Regions from separate parts of the Mus musculus genome. Here region 2 is linked to region 1. The links are chromatin contacts, called in public Hi-C maps. All regions are on one chromosome and are shown on one strand. The core of a region is the stretch at or near the end of the contact, and the rest is flanking DNA. Distances in the headings are between cores, read along the strand shown. Region 1 overlaps Dync1i2 (dynein cytoplasmic 1 intermediate chain 2). Region 2 overlaps Itga6 (integrin alpha 6).

What was found. Hi-C and Micro-C count contacts between places; a contact is called where the count stands out from the background.
Region 2: a Hi-C map of bone marrow-derived macrophages shows a contact between it and region 1, with 22 read pairs. The contact joins two enhancer-like sites. A contact is called at or near these places in 3 of 484 Hi-C or Micro-C datasets (bone marrow-derived macrophages, embryonic stem cells and pre-B cells).

Annotation. Positions count from the first base shown.
Region 1 is chr2:71,258,127-71,264,227 of GRCm38.p6, forward strand. Dync1i2 (dynein cytoplasmic 1 intermediate chain 2) reads left to right here. Exons shown (of 16, transcript NM_010064.4): 14 at 1-98; 15 at 2,696-2,821; 16 at 4,522-5,177. The coding sequence ends at 4,635. Among named protein-coding and RNA genes, the nearest start is that of Dync1i2, 49 kb to the left of the region's middle. Within about 2 kb of position 3,470, at least 10 of the 459 cell types and tissues checked have an H3K27ac peak or open chromatin away from gene starts, as enhancers often do. A contact at or near this core is called in bone marrow-derived macrophages, where this site is marked.
Region 2 is chr2:71,841,657-71,847,268 of GRCm38.p6, forward strand. It overlaps Itga6 (integrin alpha 6), which reads left to right. Exons shown (of 26, transcript NM_008397.4): 19 at 1-90; 20 at 1,473-1,646; 21 at 4,127-4,225; 22 at 4,317-4,427; 23 at 4,508-4,606. Among named protein-coding and RNA genes, the nearest start is that of Pdk1, 29 kb to the right of the region's middle. Within about 2 kb of position 1,880, at least 52 of the 459 cell types and tissues checked have an H3K27ac peak or open chromatin away from gene starts, as enhancers often do. A contact at or near this core is called in bone marrow-derived macrophages, where this site is marked.

The DNA.
Region 1 (6,101 bases), core at 2,220-4,719:
TCTATGATGTTATGTGGTCACCCACCCACCCAGCCCTGTTTGCCTGTGTGGACGGCATGGGGAGACTGGATCTATGGAATCTCAACAATGACACAGAGGTGAGCTGAGAAATAACAGAAAATCTGAGATTTATTGAATAATTTGTGAAATTTCTTTTATCCCATGGAATGTAAAAGTGCTCTGTGATTGTAGCTTCATCACAAAGAAACCAAATAAGCTTTGTCCCCTATATAACAAACAGCATGCTGTGCCGAGCTGTGCCGAGCTGAGGGAGAGACAGCTCTGCCTTGAACACTGGGCATTCTTACTGCGGGAAGGCAGCACCGCGCTTCCTGTCCAGGCGAAGTCTCCATGGGGGCCTAGACTATGTTTTCGTTCTTAGGCTAGAAAACAGAGAGTTGCGCATTTTCAGAGTATGTTAACCTTCATTCTGAATTCCCTGTCAGCCTTGATATATCATCCATAAACACTAGTCTTAGCCTAGACATGTTTGAAAGAAAGCTAATGTATTTCGATGGCCATTTTCCACGAAGGAAGGATTAATGATAAAGTGAACATAGAGCTGGTAGGATGGCACATGTAGGTAAACCCAAGACTCGGAAGGCAGAGAGAGGCAAGAGTGTCAATGAGTTAGAGGCTCCATACATGGCAAGATCCTGTCTCAGAAATCCAAGGCCTGGGCATGTAACTCAAGTACAGTATTTGCTTAGCATGTATGAGACCCAGGGTATAATTCCCAGCATCATAAATACTAATAATGTAGAAACTATCACATTTCTTAATTGCTATACCAAATTTGGCAATGCAATTTAACTGTGTCTGTGAGTTATCCTTAGCTAGTTTAAAGACGCCTAAAATGTTCTTAGGTCCCTGTATTGCCTCTGATTAGCAGACGTGATGCTAACAATTGTCAGTAGTAGTTGTGGAAGAGTCACTGGTGCCCTCCATCTCTCCTGATTCCTGGTAGCATCTTACACGCGTTCACGACCGGCCAGGAAGAACGCAGCAAACCGGAATCTTCTGCGGCAAAACTTTATTGCTTACATCTTCAGGAGCAAGAGTGCAAGAGAGCAAGAGCTCTATTGCTTACATCTTTAGGAGCCAGAGCGCAAGAGTGCAAGAGCAAAAGCCTTATTGCTTACATCGTTAGGAGCAAGAAGCAAGAGCCAGAGCAAGAGTGCAAGCGCAAAAGCAAGAGAGCAAGAGTGCAAGAGCAAAAGCAAGAGAGAGAAATGCGCAGATTATTTGTTTACCACTTAGAACACAGGATGTCAGCGCCATCTTGTAACGGCGAATGTGAGGGCGGCTCCCCACAGTAGCATCTTTCCAGATCCCTGGAAGTCAAGAACTTAGTTATACAAAGATGAGAAAGGGAGAGATATGTTGGAAATGCAAGAATTTTAATACTGTTATTATCTACTATTCATTAATTTGTTCATTCATTCATTTATGTATGTATGTGTTTGTTTGTTTGTTTGTTTGGTAAACTGACTACATAGCCCTAGAATGCAATGTATGGTCTAGGCTGGCTTTGAACTCACAGAGGTCCTCCTGCTTCTGCCTGACACCCCCACCCCCATGCCTGGTGTGGGGATTAAAGGTATGCACCACCATGCCCTGTCCAAGTTTACTTTCTTAGTTTGGATTTTTCTACCAAAAATTTATGGCTATAATTAAAATAAAGATTTTTCTCTTAATGGTTTGATTAATATCTCTGGGCTAATAGCTTATGATTAACTGATATAAGCATATGGACTACTTTGGTCATATTTCAAAACCTTAAGTTTAATGTCTGCCTCAGTGAATGTTAGTTACTCTGAGTGTAGATGTGCAGTCAGATTCCAGATGTGCCACCCCTGTGTATGTGTTATGTCCTGCCTGCCTTGGAGCTGGGCCTTGGAAAAGCTATTTGTACCAACAGTGTGAACTGTTTCTAGCAGCTACTGTCTGTCAGGTTAATTGGTTTTAGCTGGGGAAGATACAAGCTGCAAAAGTAACTCCTCTCCTTTAAGACTGAGCTGTGATCCGCTTATGAGGGAGTTGGAAATGTTTTCTTCTTAAAATGAGTTTTACTCACATGTTTTTAAACAACTTGACTGCTTAAAGAAGCTAAACAGAGCGGGGAGGGTATGGGGGACTTTTGGGATAGCATTTGAAATGTAAATGAAGAAAATACCTAATTAAAAAAAAAAAAAAAAGAAGCTAAACATAAAAACCCTTTACTAAAAAAAAAAAAAAAAAAAAAAAAAAAAAAAAATCCTTTACTAAGGAGATGCATGCAGCCATGTAAGAACTTCTTAGATAGGGGCTGGAGAGATGGCTCAGTGGTTAAGAGCACTGACTGCTCTTCCAGAGGTCCTGAGTTCAATTCCCAGCAACCACATGGTGGCTCACAGCCTTCTGTAATGGGATCCAATGCCCTCTTCTGGTGTGTCTGAAGAGAGCTACAGTGTACTCGCATACATAACATAAATAAATAAATCTTTAAAAAAAATTCTTAGATAAGTACTTTGGATTTTCCTAACCCATCTTCAAGGGTTGACGGTAATGTTGTCATAATAAATCTCCGAACAGAGAGGAAGGTAGGGGATTCTCTAGTCTCATCTCCTAGAAACACAGACTGAAGAAGAATTATCGTTTTACATGTTCAGAAACTGATGAAACTTTTAACTATGCTGCATTTTAAATGACTTAGGTACCAACTGCCAGCATTTCTGTGGAGGGCAACCCTGCTCTTAACCGTGTGAGATGGACCCACTCAGGAAGAGAAATTGCCGTGGGTGATTCTGAAGGACAGATTGTCATCTATGATGTGGGAGAGGTACGGGGCTTTCTGCCTATAATTTTGACACATTTGCATAGTGTACTGTTGTGAAGGTATTGTGGTAGCTGAGTCTAGCAGTGTGGCTCATGAATTGTATAAACTACATGGTTGTATGCTATCCACCGCAGAAGCAGCTTGTGAGGCTGTCTCTCTAAGTGGGCATCCTGTGCTCTCATGCAGCAGATGTGAAGATAGCAATGTATGACAGTACCATGCTTCTAGATTCCTGCGTTGGTAGGAACTCTTCAGACAGGAAAGGAAATGTGGGATTGCAGAGTGGACTCAGGGTTTTATAGAGTTGATACTGAGATAAAACTTTATTGTTGTGTATTCATAGATTTGTTTGAACCAGATAGTACAAATCAAAGATACCATGTTTTGCTAGTTTTGTTTTTTTTGTTTCCAAAAAGAGTTCATGTGTATATGTATGCCTGAGTATATGTATGTTCATTGTGCCGGAGCTTGTGGAGATCAGAAAAGGACATTGGATCCCTGGAACTGGAGTTACAAGCTGTTGTGAGTCACCATGTGGGTGCTGGGAACCGAAACCAGGTTCTCTGCAAAAGCTGCCAATGCTCTTAGCCACTGAACCACTTCTCCATCCCCTCACAGTTCTTTAGTAACCCTCAGCCTGGGTGCAGAGGCATGTGATGGAGTGCAGCAGGATGAGTCAGTCGGGCTCTCACGTCACTGCTAGACTGCTGGACACAGTGCCCAGCAACACAGGGAGCAGAGCTCAGGGTTTCTTTTTGGTCCTGACTAGAGCCTTCTGACTTTTTCTATGTCATTATAACCCATCTTGTCCTGATACTTTGTGGCTGTAGCAATCAGATCTTGGGGAAGAGAGATTAGATCACTTAGAGCAACCATTTGGACAGTGCATGCAGATGTTTGTGTGCTTTGGCTGGTAGGTGGTCGTTAGCGACACGCCCTTATTGAAAAGCTATGGTTAGCCAAGCTCAACTATGATGGGGGTTTTTTAGTTAATTTTAATTGATGTCAATTGTTACACTTGGCTAGTACTTACCTATCCGATCTTGTATATGGAAAAGCAGATTTGTCCACTGGCCACATTGGATGATCTGTGCCCTGTCACGGCAATGCTTGTCTCTGTCTAACATAAGAACAACTCTAGGGACTTTTGGGTTGACTCTGAGGCAAAAGCACCATAAACTTCTTTCTTTGCTCTCGATTCAAAACTATGCTCTAAGGAGTTAGAGAACCAAGAAAGAATACTTTATGTTCCAAACAAACCCTGGGTTCAAAAGGCTGATATGAGAGGGGCACGAATTGCAGACAGCCTGGGCTACACAGAGAGATCCTGTCTCGGAAAAGAAAAAATAAAATAACTATTTCATACTAGTAGTGGTGGAAAAAATACAATTAAAAGTTTTGAATGCATTCCTCTCCTTCAGCAAGACCCATAGTGGTGTCAGGAAGTCTGTCTACAAAGCATCCTTGTTGTAGCTTTGCACTGGTGGCAACAACAGAGTCATTTCTGAGGCTGCCACGACATGTTTTACAAACACCTTTTGTTTTGAAATGTTGTAAATCATTGTTATAGTCGCTGTAATTATGGAAAGGCTCTTTAGGTCAGTTATTACTTTTCAACAGAAAGATTACTTGAAAACAAAGTAATAGTAGATAAGATGAATTTTTATTTCATTGCTCAGCAAACATTGTCTTTCTTTTAACAGCAGATCGCTGTTCCCCGAAATGATGAATGGGCAAGATTTGGCCGAACACTCGCAGAAATTAACGCAAACCGAGCTGACGCAGAGGAGGAGGCAGCTACCCGAATCCCTGCCTAGCCTGAAAAGCGGCTGTAGCCTTAGCAAATTTGGCAAAAATGATTAAGTAGATCTCAAACTATTTGCATGCTTCTGATTAAATGAGTGTTAAAAGAAAATGCCATGGATAATCTGGGTTTAATACAGGAAGCAAAGCTTACAATGCCTTTTTATATTATATTCACTTTGTTTTGGATTGGTGTCATTTTTAATACAGCTGACAACTTTACAGAATGCAGCCTTTTCTGAATTCTAACACTTGGGTGTATATTGTTAATTATTCTTTTGGATTCTTTTGAACTTGTAATACTATATATAATTATTTCTAAAGCACAGATTAAGTAAGTTCTGCATATTTCTAAGTAGCCACAATTCCTTATTCCGCACTAAGTACATACCTCCGTGTCAGTGGTGTTCTTCCTGTCCAAGTGTATAGGAATATTGTTCCCTCCCCGCATGCCGTCGCCTACCTGTTGTAAGTTTCATGTTGATGCCATTTCCCTTCTCGATAGTTCTATGGTAGTTATCTATAAATAAAAACAAATATATGCTAACTTCTCAAATTTTCACTTTTACTTTTTGAAATTTGAAATTTTCTCTTAAAAATTTTTTGTTTTTAAGTTCCTAATGCAAGCAGCCACCTTAAATAGTTTTTAGCCTTAAATATACACCATGTACGGATAATGTTGCTCTCCCTGGGCATTGCAAACTCATGTTGGAGAATTTGTCGGTGGAAATGTTCTCTTAGGTTAGCTTCTGCCTGACTCTGTTACTTGTCCTGATGTAGCTTGTTCTGAAGAAAAAATGCTCACTTCTTAGTTTGCAGGGACCGAGTGCACTGTGTATGTACGCTCTGAAGCGTGGCTGCCTGGAGAGAGAGAAGCTTGCCTGTGGTGCAGCAGCCACACAGGAGCTGTGCTCAGTGTCCATACTCGGCTCTACTCTTGGGATTTGCTAGCACAGTTTTACAAACACTCAAGGCAGATAGCAATGTGTGCATTAGTGTAGAAGTCGGCTGTGTCAGGACAGGAGGGAAAGACTGGGATCAGACCTTACAGGCTTACATGCTCTGAGTTGTCCTTTCTTGGTCTTCGCCTTCAAATCCTGAGTATCACTCTTCACTCATAGGACCTGAACTAAAGCATTAGAAATCAGAATTTGAACTTTTTGGATGTTATAAGAAGGATCAAGACGTCTCCATAACAACTTCTCCACTCTTAGCACTCTATGGTATAAGGAATAGTTGGCTAGGAATACTAGACCCAAACTATAGTTCTAGCTTTGACATCTCTGAGAAACGTGATGTTAACCAAGCCTGAGCCTTACTTATTCTTATTATGAATTGTCAAATACATTATTTCTAATTTGTCTCTCAACTCTAAAGTTATTAACCTTATTTGTTTCAGTTACCTTTCCACTTTTGAATCTTTAGTTTTCATAAGTTGCCCCCACAGTTGCCTGTTACATACCAAAGAGCCATCTCAGGT
Region 2 (5,612 bases), core at 630-3,129, 580 kb after region 1:
TCGCAGGTGTATTTTGGAGGTACAGTTGTTGGTGAGCAAGCTATGAAATCTGAAGATGAAGTAGGAAGTTTAATAGAGTATGAATTTAGGGTAAGGCCAGACACAATGTTTACATGTCATTTTAATCAATGATCAGTCGCAGACATCTTAAGGAACTACTCAGTTGAAAATGTTTGCCTGTTTTTTATTTTTTTAAACATGTATATATTATTATGTATATACTATTATATCTAATTACATTGTAGCTGTCTTCAGATGCACCAGAAGAGGTCATCAGATCTCATTACAGATGGTTGTGAGCCACCATGTGGTTGCTGGGATTTGAACTCAGGACCTTCGGAAGAGCAGTCAGTGCTCTTAACTGCTGAGCCATTTCTCCAGCCCCTGTTTGCCTGTTTTTAACAGTGGAAACCTTATTCTCCCAAGTACAGAATAACTTTTGGGAATTGTAATGTGCATGTAATATAGACAAGAAGTAATACTTAATTATTTTTCCCCCTCAGGGTCTGTAAAACAAAGAAAAAGGCCTAAGTAATTCGTTCTTTGTTAGAAAGTCATCTTCTGATGCCCTTGGCTGAAGGAATACTCTCGTTTACTTCCCTCTCACCAAGCCCAATTTTTTAGTGGTGAAAGTAGACTTGGTATTTGCCAGCAAAGGAGGCAGATGGGTGATAGGCTCAGAGTGGGCAACCACAGTGACTTTGGGTCCAGCTTAACAAACTGGACATGGACTGTGGTGTCTGCCTTATGCCTCGTATGGATTTGGGTCTGCATAGTGCAAATGAGTTCCTAAATGCCGGTGAGCATTGAGCTTAAAGCCTGAAATGGCAAGAGTGGCCGTGGCCCTAAGCCAGCACTCTAAAGAGGCAAGGTCTCCCCAGGAAGGCTGGCTGACCTGAGCGCTATGCAGTCAGGAAGATGGGGATCGGAACTGTGCTCAGTAGTGCAGGTAGGCCACTCTGCCCTCTCACTCTGGGCCTCTGTTGTAGAAAGCTACTCTGACCCCAGCACTGGCTCTGAGCTGTCATGCAGTTCTCCATAACCTTTCCTGTGTGGCTGATGGCAGAGGCAGCTTCATTTTCACAGTAGGGAGGTTTTCCAGAAGCAGGATATGGGTGCCTGGGCCATAGCAGAGGCTTTGCCATCTGCCAGGCAGGGTGCTCACTGAACAATCCACAAACAAGCCCGGGACTTTGCCTGTGCTGACGGGAACATGCCATAACTGCATAAGGTAGTTACTTGTGGATTGAGCAGGCAATCCTTCCTCTTTGACCATTTTCCCCTTCTATTTTTATGACAAAAATCTTCTAATTACTACTGACTATTTCGCAAGCTCTGTTCCTGATCCGTTTGTGGGATTTGTGCTTCCTTGTAGGTTTATGCTGGGAATTTAGCCTATGGGCAATAGGATGTGCTACTTAATTTTGCCATAAAAGGATGATATTATATCGATATACGTTGTTTTCCGACAGGTGATTAACTTAGGCAAGCCTCTTAAAAACCTCGGCACAGCAACCTTGAATATACAGTGGCCCAAGGAGATTAGCAATGGCAAATGGTTGCTTTATTTGATGAAAGTTGAATCCAAAGGTTTGGAGCAGATTGTTTGTGAGCCACACAATGAAATAAACTACCTGAAGCTGAAGGTATGCTGACGGTTTTCCTGCATGCCCCCTCCCCCTCCCCACATCCCCTATCCCCCCCCTCCCCCAGAGTGAGTGGGGTAGGCTCGACTCTGCTCAGGAAGCTGCACTGTGGCGTGCTGACTTTTTCTGTGGGTGTCACAGTTTCCTCATTTATGACTGAGTTAGCCAGTGGGACAGAAGCGGTTTCGCTGATGCATGACTGTTATGGAACATCCACTTGTTGGGGCGAAGGACATTTTCTAAAGTGTTATGACCCAATAAGCTGTGTAAGGAGAACATGCCCCGGGGAGGAAGCAGTGGACATAAGCTGCACAGAGCGTCAGGAAGGCACAGCCAAGGCCTTTGTACTGAGGCAGACGACCTTGAACACTTGCAATCTTATTAATAGTAAGTGTTCATCGAGTCCCTTACTGTGTCACTGCCAGGCCAAGCACTGTGTATATTCTCTTGAGAATTTTGAGATAGTTTTTACTATCTCCCCCTTCCCCACAATGAATGCCCTGAGACATTAAGTACCCTCAAAATGGCACAGCTCTTAAGAGAGAGGTGGATTCTGCATAAGCACCCACCGACTTCGAAGCCTAATCCCTCTACTGCAGCACACTTACATAACTAGCCCAGGTGAGTGAGTTCCAGTGTGGTAGATGGCTGCTCTTTTTCTTTTAAATTCTTAGGGTTTTTGCTGTTGTTTAGTTGGGGTTTTTGTTGTTGTTGTTTTGAGACAAGGTTTCTCTGGGTCGCCCTGGCTGTCCTGGAACTCACCAGGTTGGCCTCAAACTTAGAGATCCCTCTGTCTCTGTCTCCCAAGTGCTGGGATTAAAGACATGAACCACTATGCCTGGCTTGGCTGTTTATTTTTGAGGCAGGTCTTATGTAGCCCAGGCTGGCCTTGAACTTTTGGGGTAACCAGAAATGACCTTGACATCTTGATTCTCCAGCCACTACCTCCCAAGTGCTGGTATTACATCGTGTGCTGCTGCGCCCATACGTGCTAGGCTAGGCTAGGCTAGGCTAGGCTAGGCTCAAACCCAGGGCTTCATGCATTCTAGGCAAGCATCCTGCTAGTTCAGCTACATCTCCAGCCCTCTTATTTTAAATTCCAAAGTGACTGTATAGTCGCAGATTTACAGCTTGCTCCTTGACTCAGCAACACTGAAAAACATACTGGCCTGTTATTTTTATTCTTAAGTATAAGTTGACTATCCCTTTCTAAGCAATCCTAAATGCAAAAATGCTGTAAAGATTGCTCATAGGAGAGACTCACCTTGTATAAGGAAGACATAATGCTAAAAGTTCTTATCTGTCTTAGTCTTCAATGCTCCTCTCTATGTTGATCATACAAAGGGCCTTGTGCTTTCCTGTTGTTCTTCATGGCTTCTTTTCATTATTCCATATGTGCTGACTCTCTCTGATGTGGTGGACATGGGGCTGAATGCTGGGGTAGGGTAGATCTCTGGTTTCTGATCTACTGACTAACAGTTTGATGCTGTGTATTGTGGTTGAGTGGAGAGACAGGAACTGAGGAGGTGTCTTTCTTTCCCCGAGTTTCAGTATCACACTAGGAATAAACTACTTAAATAAATAGAGTCCCCACCGATGAACTTTAAAATGGCCATAATGCTTGCTGGTTTTACCTTTCCTCTGCTTTTGATGGTGGGAAGGAAGATGGGACGCTTAATGGTAGCCTTGGCAGAATTTGGACTCGGTGAGACACTGAGCACACTAGAGGGATTGTTTGGCCTCCGGCCATGCCTGTGAAGGATAATTCTGATAAGGCTTCTTGAGGTGGGAAGACCCACACTGACGATAGATGGCATCAAGCCCTGGCCTGGGATGCTGGACCCAAGAGAAGGGAGAAAGTGAGCTGAGCACAGGCAGTCATTGCTCTCTGCTTCTCGACTGTGGATGCCATGTGACCAGCTGCCTTCAGCTCCTCACCTTCCACTGCCACATGGAACCGTGAGGCAAAGAAGGCCCCTTGTCTTAGTTAGGGTTTTACTGCTGTGGACAAACACCATGACCAAGGCAAGTCTTACAAAGGACAACATTTCATTGGGGCTGGCTTACAGGTTCAGAGGTTCAGTCCATTATTGTCAAAGTGGGAACATGACAGCATCCAGGCAGGCATGGTGCAGGAGGAGCTGAGAGCTCTACATCTTCATCTGAAGGTGATAGAGGAATACTGACTTCCAGGCAGCTAGAACCAGGGTATTAAAACCCACTCCCATGGTGACGCACCTACTCCAACAAGGCCATACCTACTTCAACACCTCCTAATACTGCCACTCCATGGGCTGAGCATATGCAAACCATCACACTCCTCCTGTAAGTTACCTATCTCAGGGTGTTTTATCATAGAACAGGAAAAGAAATATAAGAAGGTGAATACTACTGATGCTATAAATTTGGCTTCATTTTGGAGGTTTATAGAGCAGTGGCAGATTTACATAATGTTTGTCTGTTTTGGCTATCACTTTTAGGAGTCTCACAACTCAAGAAAGAAACGGGAACTTCCTGAAAAACAGATAGATGACAGCAGGAAATTTTCTTTATTTCCTGAAAGAAAATACCAGACTCTCGTGAGTATTTTTCCAGATTGTGAATGTGCTGTGTGTGAACAAGGAATGGCTTCCCAGAACAATGGGTTCTGACCACCGGTCTCCTCTTTAGAACTGCAGCGTCAACGTGAGGTGTGTGAACATCAGGTGCCCACTGCGAGGGCTGGACAGCAAGGCCTCTCTCGTTCTTCGTTCCAGGTTGTGGAACAGCACATTTCTAGAGGTGCGGCTCTGCCTCCTGGGAGAATTTACTACTGCCGGGGACATTTGTCACTTTCCTAACACACCTCTTGTCACCCATAGGAATATTCCAAACTGAACTACTTGGACATTCTCCTGAGGGCTTCCATAGATGTCACCGCTGCTGCTCAGAATATCAAGCTCCCTCACGCGGGCACTCAGGTGAGATCTGGGACCTTAAACTCAGAGATGGCCACTTCTCTACACCGTGGCTACAACCTGTGGTCATCTTCTTTGGTCCTCCTACTCCTCAGGTCCTGTTCCTCCTTAAAGGACAGTTTGAGGTTCTGCCATTTGAAGGTGTATTTTAGTAAAAGTGTTGAAAATAAAAAATGGACCCGAGCCAAGCCTAGTAATGCAGGTGTGTTAATAGCTGAGGCAGGAGGATCACTGATTTAGTCTGTCTGGATTTCAGAGTGAATTCAGGGCTGGCCTGGGCAATTTAGTGGGTCCCTGTTCCAAAATAAAAGTTTAAAAGAGTCAATAGATAGTTCGTGCTTCCTACCACCACCCAAGGCCCTCGGTCCAATCCCAGGTGCTACACACACCCCCAAAAATAGAAGCCTAGAGCAGAGCTGTGGTCAGGATGAGAACCGGGCAGCCACACAATGGAAGAATAGCTTACAGCCAGTAGGTAGTGAAGGCAGCCCATCCCTGAGACTGCAGCCATCCTAAGAATGTCTGTGCTATGTGTGGCCAATGGAGGATCCTAAAAAAGATATTTCTCTGTACATCTGGAATTGAGAAGCCAATCACAGTGGCTCACTTCTACAATCCTAGCACTTAGAAGGCCAAAGCAGGAGGGTTGTTGCAAGTTTGAGGGAGCCTAAGCTATTTAGTGAATCCCAGGTTAAAATAGACCACAGTGAGACCCTACCTCAAAACCCCTGTGAATGAAAGATTGAATGAATCGATCAATCATCAATCAGTCGATCGATCTATTAGTCTAGAATTGACTTTTGTAAAATAAGTCCCTGATGTTTCCTTTGGAACAAGCCTTGGCCATGGAGCAGCCTTTCCAATGACAGACAGAACTGTCCTGTTTCCTTGGACACCTTCAGAAGGAAGATTGTCTCTCCCTTACTGTCCTGTGACCTGTCAGTGGGGCTGAGAACGGGTCTCAGTTCTCAGTTCTAGAAGGTTACCACCCAAGGGCCTGATGTCAAGT